Linked DNA regions of Ovis aries: region 2 is linked to region 1. A link is a contact called in public Hi-C data. All regions are on one chromosome and are shown on one strand. Each heading gives the region's core, a stretch centred on a gene start, on an enhancer-like site or on the middle of the called end of the contact. The rest is flanking DNA. Distances are from core to core; before and after follow the strand shown.

What was found. A called contact is a pair of places that touch in the nucleus more often than the background predicts.
Region 2: a Hi-C map of liver shows a contact between it and region 1, with 7 times the contacts expected there. The contact joins two enhancer-like sites. A contact is called at or near these places in 2 of 16 Hi-C or Micro-C datasets (hypothalamus and liver).

The regions. Positions count from the first base shown.
Region 1 is chr10:55,465,176-55,467,872 of ARS-UI_Ramb_v3.0, reverse strand. No RefSeq gene overlaps it. Among named protein-coding and RNA genes, the nearest start is that of NDFIP2, 280 kb to the right of the region's middle. Within about 2 kb of position 1,367, at least 1 of the 54 cell types and tissues checked has an H3K27ac peak or open chromatin away from gene starts, as enhancers often do. A contact at or near this core is called in liver, where this site is marked.
Region 2 is chr10:55,781,284-55,783,980 of ARS-UI_Ramb_v3.0, reverse strand. No RefSeq gene overlaps it. Among named protein-coding and RNA genes, the nearest start is that of SPRY2, 160 kb to the left of the region's middle. Within about 2 kb of position 1,325, at least 37 of the 54 cell types and tissues checked have an H3K27ac peak or open chromatin away from gene starts, as enhancers often do. A contact at or near this core is called in liver, where this site is marked.

The DNA.
Region 1 (2,697 bases), core at 118-2,617:
TGCCCAATCTCTCCTCTATATCAGGTTAGGAGAAGTCTTTCTTATTCAAAGCATGAGACCCAGGTTGAATCCCTGGGTCGGGATGATCCCCTGGAGAAGGGAATGGCAACCCACTCCAGCATTCTTGCCTGGAGAATCCCATGGACGGAGGAGCCTGGTGGGCTACAGTCCACGGGGTCACAAAGAGTTGGACAAGACTGACTCATGGGCATGCATACACACACACACAGACATTCTATACGGAGAAAGTCTGCCAAAGCTTGACATTTCATATATACTCAAAAGACATCATCCAGTGGTTGGGTTTCTAAAGTCTCATCTCTTTCTGCCTTCACCCCAAGTTCTGAGCGCCTCCAAGGAACTGCTGAGTCTTTTCCTTCCAGCAATAATAACAATCTGAGTCATGTGGAGCCACAGCCTCTGTCTGCCCTGGCTTCCAGAAATTTGCCTATCTTTTTACTAGCAGCCAGTCCAACCCAGCCAGTGGTAAGTTGGGGATCCACCTGTAGCCTAGACAGCTTTCTCCTGCCCAGGAAGGGAACACAGAAGCCCATATCCAAGCGCTGTAAGCAGCTCAGAGCAGAACTCTTTTGCCTGTATCCCTCTGTTTTTTAAGGATCTTAGTAGTTCCTTGGAAAGACAAAATCCTAAACAGCGCAAAATTATTTCAATTTCTATGCACAACAGGGAAACGTGCGCGCACACACACACACACACACCAGAAACCTCATTCCCAGAACGCATATGCCCTTAATATAAGTTTGGCATTTGATACACTACTGCTTTGGGGGTGGGTTTTTTGTTTTGTTTTCTTTTTCTACATTTCCCAAATCCCTCTCACTTTTCACCATATTCTCTCATGTCTTTTTTTTTTTTTATTACTACTAAGAAGGTTTTGACTTAAAACTGAAAATATTCCAAGTGACAAGTAAGTAGCCCCTTCTCAAAGAAAACCTGCAATAACATGCCTGGATTACATTAAGGAATGCTGGAGGGGATCCCAAAAACCAGTGTTTGAACAGTCAACCTGACAGAATCCTAGGACACCATTGAAAGGGCTCATGTTACCTAACTGACTTAGAGCTAATCGGTATAATCCATGTGACAATACATTGTCTGACTTGGGGAACCTGCTGCCTTAAGGCGAGAGGGGCAGACCCTAGGGAGGCCCTGGGAGTGTCCCCAGCCTCCACCCCAGCAATGTGACAGCAGCCACCTTGCCCTCTGGCTCTGCTTCTGAACAATGTGGACCAAGAAGCTACATAGAGTAAGATAACTTGGATTTATGGAGGTGAGTAAGCTTAACACAGAGGCAAAAACAGAGAGCAAACCTCAGAAGGCGATCAATAGCTAATGTCCAAAGCCCCAGAGACGGAAGAGCAGTGAACCTCAGTTTCTTGGCAGGAAAACCAGATTGGTCTAGAAAGAAGCTTTGCGAGAGCGTTTGAACCAGTCTCAACAGAATGAAAACGTTTCTAAATGAGCTCTTTGACGAATTCTTCTCTTGGAAAATATGCAGACCAATTGAAGGGAAGGTTAAGTCTTTTAAGGGCAACTTAAACTTTCCTGTGGCTATTTAACCCATTTCTGAGAATTAGTCTCAAGACTTTTTTTTTCCTTATCTGTTTCCCTTCTTCATTCTTTCATTTTTTATTAGTTAACTTTTATTGCAGTATAGTTGCTGTATGTCTCAAGACTCCTTAAAGCATAAGAATTCAAGAATAAATCCTCAGTGGTAGTGGATCCGTCACCTCCGGGATCTGGGTTGAATATCTAGGTGAGACAATATGTCTTATTACCAACAACTGTGTGTTCTGTCAAACGTCCCTCCCACTCAAGAAAATTACTCCAAATATCTACTGTTGACACTTTTCCTAAAGAACACTCTGGTGTGAGAGTCTTGTTTGAAACTGTTTGATCAGAAAGGAAAGTATGTGCCTTTACACTCTGGTTTCACTCCATGTCAGGCCACGCTGCCTATGAGAAGGCGGCTGGTACAGAATGCCACTCACCCTCCTTTATACTTATATCCCACAGACATGGGGGTGTAACTTCAGAAAAACAAAGGATGCTAGAGGGAGGAAGAGGAAGAGAAAGAAGTTGAGAATTAGAAGCTATAGATTACGTCTTCTACGTAATTTTGAGTGAGATTGATAATCTTCAGTGGCTTAAATAGCAAGATGGTCCTCTTGACTATCAGCATACGCACCAGTTAGATTACTATTTCTTATCTCTTGTTCAAAGCTCTACTTCAAAGGACGATTATCAACTGTTCAAGTGGACAGCAAAACCTCGAAATGCCTTAGAGTACTCCAAAGAGGGGAAAATATGAAAGCATTCTTTCTTGAGGAAGAGGTAGGTCCTGGGGTATGTTGAAGAGAAGAGAAAGAGGCTGATAATCCAGTCACGGTGCTCAAGTACTGATGAGTAAACAGACACTCAATAAGTCCCTGGGAAATTAAGGAACTTACTCAGAAGTCAGAGTAACAGGGTATTTGGATGAAAATGTATTTAATTCTAACCTGGGAAAAGCTAGACATTGTAACATAGCAAAACCATTCAATGTGTTCCAATCATTTTTTTTAATGATTCACTCATTCAACAAGTATTTATTGAGCAACTGTTAGTTGCCAAGGTCTGTTGAGGTATTGGCAAAACTGCTAAGAACAAAACAGGTGAGAATCTTGCCACCAGAGA
Region 2 (2,697 bases), core at 76-2,575, 320 kb before region 1:
GAAAATCTCAGCAAGGCTGGAACATTTTGCCACACATAAGTGGTTATTTCCTTAGCTTCTTCTGCATTCACTGAGGGCTCTGTGTAGCCGACCGGAGAGCAAGAAAACTGAAAAACAGCCTCAGCGTGTTTGTCAGGAGAGAGATTTCAACTTAGGGTTTTTTTTTCAAGTGTATTGCATGTAACAAAGCCTGTATTTCTTTTTCATTTCCAATGAAATCTGCCTCATTCTGGTTCATTGAACTCTTGGAAACATAGTTTAATATGTTCCGAAAGCCCTTTGAGCCCTTTGAGGCAGGACTGTGAAGCCTTTCACCACCGCCCCCCTTCTGTAGAAGCAGGAAATCAAGTTCTGCCAAATGCAAATGAGCTCAGACTCCAAAAGGCCAAATTTCAAAATCCAGAATGCGGTGGGATTGCAGACAGCAAGCCCTGCACACATGATATTTTGGGGGTCTAAGAAAAGACAGAAAGTCATCACGACACACTTATAATTTGCGACTTAAGAAATACCCATCTTGTACAGCACAGGGAACTCTGCTCAGTGTTATGTGGCAGCCTAGAAGGGAAGGGAGTTTGGGGGAGAATGGATACATGCACGTGTATGGCTGAATCCTTTCGCTCTTCACCTGGAACTATCGCAGCATTGTTAATTGGCAATATAAAATAAAAAATTAAAACATAAAAACCCATCTGCAGAGGACGTCTTAGATTTCCATCAGTGAGTTAGAATACTTTTTCTTCCTTTTTAAGGTGGCTTCAGAAACCCCTACCCCCAGGACCCCCTGCTTCTACAGTTGTCTATGTTCTTGTTGGGAAAAGTACGACCTCTCTTTGATCCCCGTGTCCTAGTCTATCCACACCGATTGCCTGCAAAATGGCCCTGGCTTTGCTGGAAGCAAATAGAAGTTGGTCCATTAAAAGTTCCTGCCGTCCCTCAAAGGGTTAAGGGAGTCCGTTCCAAAGGAGTTAGGCAACCACTGAAATAGGATAATAAATGTGGCACTCTCAGACTATCAGTAGCAAATATTTGAGCTTATCAAATAACGGAGGAAGTAGTTTAGTTACAAATAAACCAATCTCTCATAAAACAAGTTTTCACACAGGGTCATTTCATTGAGCTGGAGACAGCTAGAGGCCACTCGTAGGCAGAACTCCCACTCTGTGTGCAGCGGGTACAGCCCCTGGTGATTAATGGACAGCCAAGGGGGGCTGCCGCCGCCCGCAGCTCTGCTGAGAAACCCAGCCGGGCAGCCTATCAGCAGCACAGCCATAAACAGCATCTCAGGATTATTGGGAGGAAGTGACTCATCCTCTGGGAACATAGCTGGATTTGTGCTCTCTCTCCCTCACCACCCGCCTTCTTTCCCTCCCTTTCCCCCTCTCTGTATAGCAGAGGCCGTCGTGTCCTAGAAACTATAGTAGATGTCACTGCTTGGCACTTGCTGTGCAAAGAGAGTCTGTGGGTGTGAGGGGGAGGCGAACGCTACTCTTAAAGTAACAGTGACTGTGCTGCCCAGGAGCTCTATGGAGGCTCTTGTTCTCCCGCCTTTGAGATTAGTTGGTTGAAGGCATCTCATTTAGATTCCAGAAAAAGCACAGACGCTGTGTTCAGCAAAGGGGGAAAAAAATAGAGTTCCTTGTTTCAAAGTTAAACTCTCATTGAGAGTTTAGAAATAAAAAATATCTTGGCGTGATTTGATTAATTTAGCAAGGAAAAAAAGAGAATGCTGCCAGAGTCTCAGAATGTGAACGTCACCGCTAAGGGAACTGAAATATGCATATGATATTTCTATATTATGATATCATAGGACGTTTGTTTTATTCCCCCAAGGACTGTAAAAATAAAACATGTAGATTATATGAACTACAGAAATAGAACTATAAAGCTGGAAAAATTCAACCATGATACCACCATTTGAAGGAAACCATTATGAACACTTTGTAAATTTTTTTCCAGCATCTTTAAAAATAGATTGTTGAGACCTTAAGCATATGGGGAGTTTTGTTTCTTACTATTTTCAGCCAACATTTTAGCATAATGATGCCCCCATCCTGTTATTCAATCTTTCCTTATACATAATTTTAAAACTGCGAAAAACTTCTTTTTGCAACTTTAATTAACATAGGGCAGTTTGGGAAAGGTATAAGCTTGTGCTAAAAGCAACATTTGCTCTATTTTTGAGGCGTATTTATTAAAAATTTTACTTGATCTGTTTCTAATAAAAATGGAAGAGAAAATTCTATGCTATTATTCTCATGGACTACCCATTAACTTTTGTGTTTAAAAATGAATATTCTCACCATTGAATTTTCTGCAGAATTGGAAGAGACTTGGTCTTGATTTCTTCACTTACAACATACTTAACCTGCTAATGCCCTGTCCAAAAGCACGAGCCCTTATTGACTAAGCACTTTTAGATGTCAAGATGAATTAAAAAGTGAAGGCATGACTTTTACGTTCACCCTTTCTCACTCACATTCCCTACAGTACCTGCGTTTAGGTGCATTTTTGTTTATGTGGGACATCTGAAATTACTTTTTATGACCATTATCTGTTGTGGGCCCAGAAACTGGACATTTTCTCCCAACCAGCCCTAGAACCATTATACATCCTGAACAGTAACTGTACTGTGTCTCACCAACAATGCCTCTGCCTTTCTTCTATTTAATCCAGAATAGAAGTTATGTTGTGAGT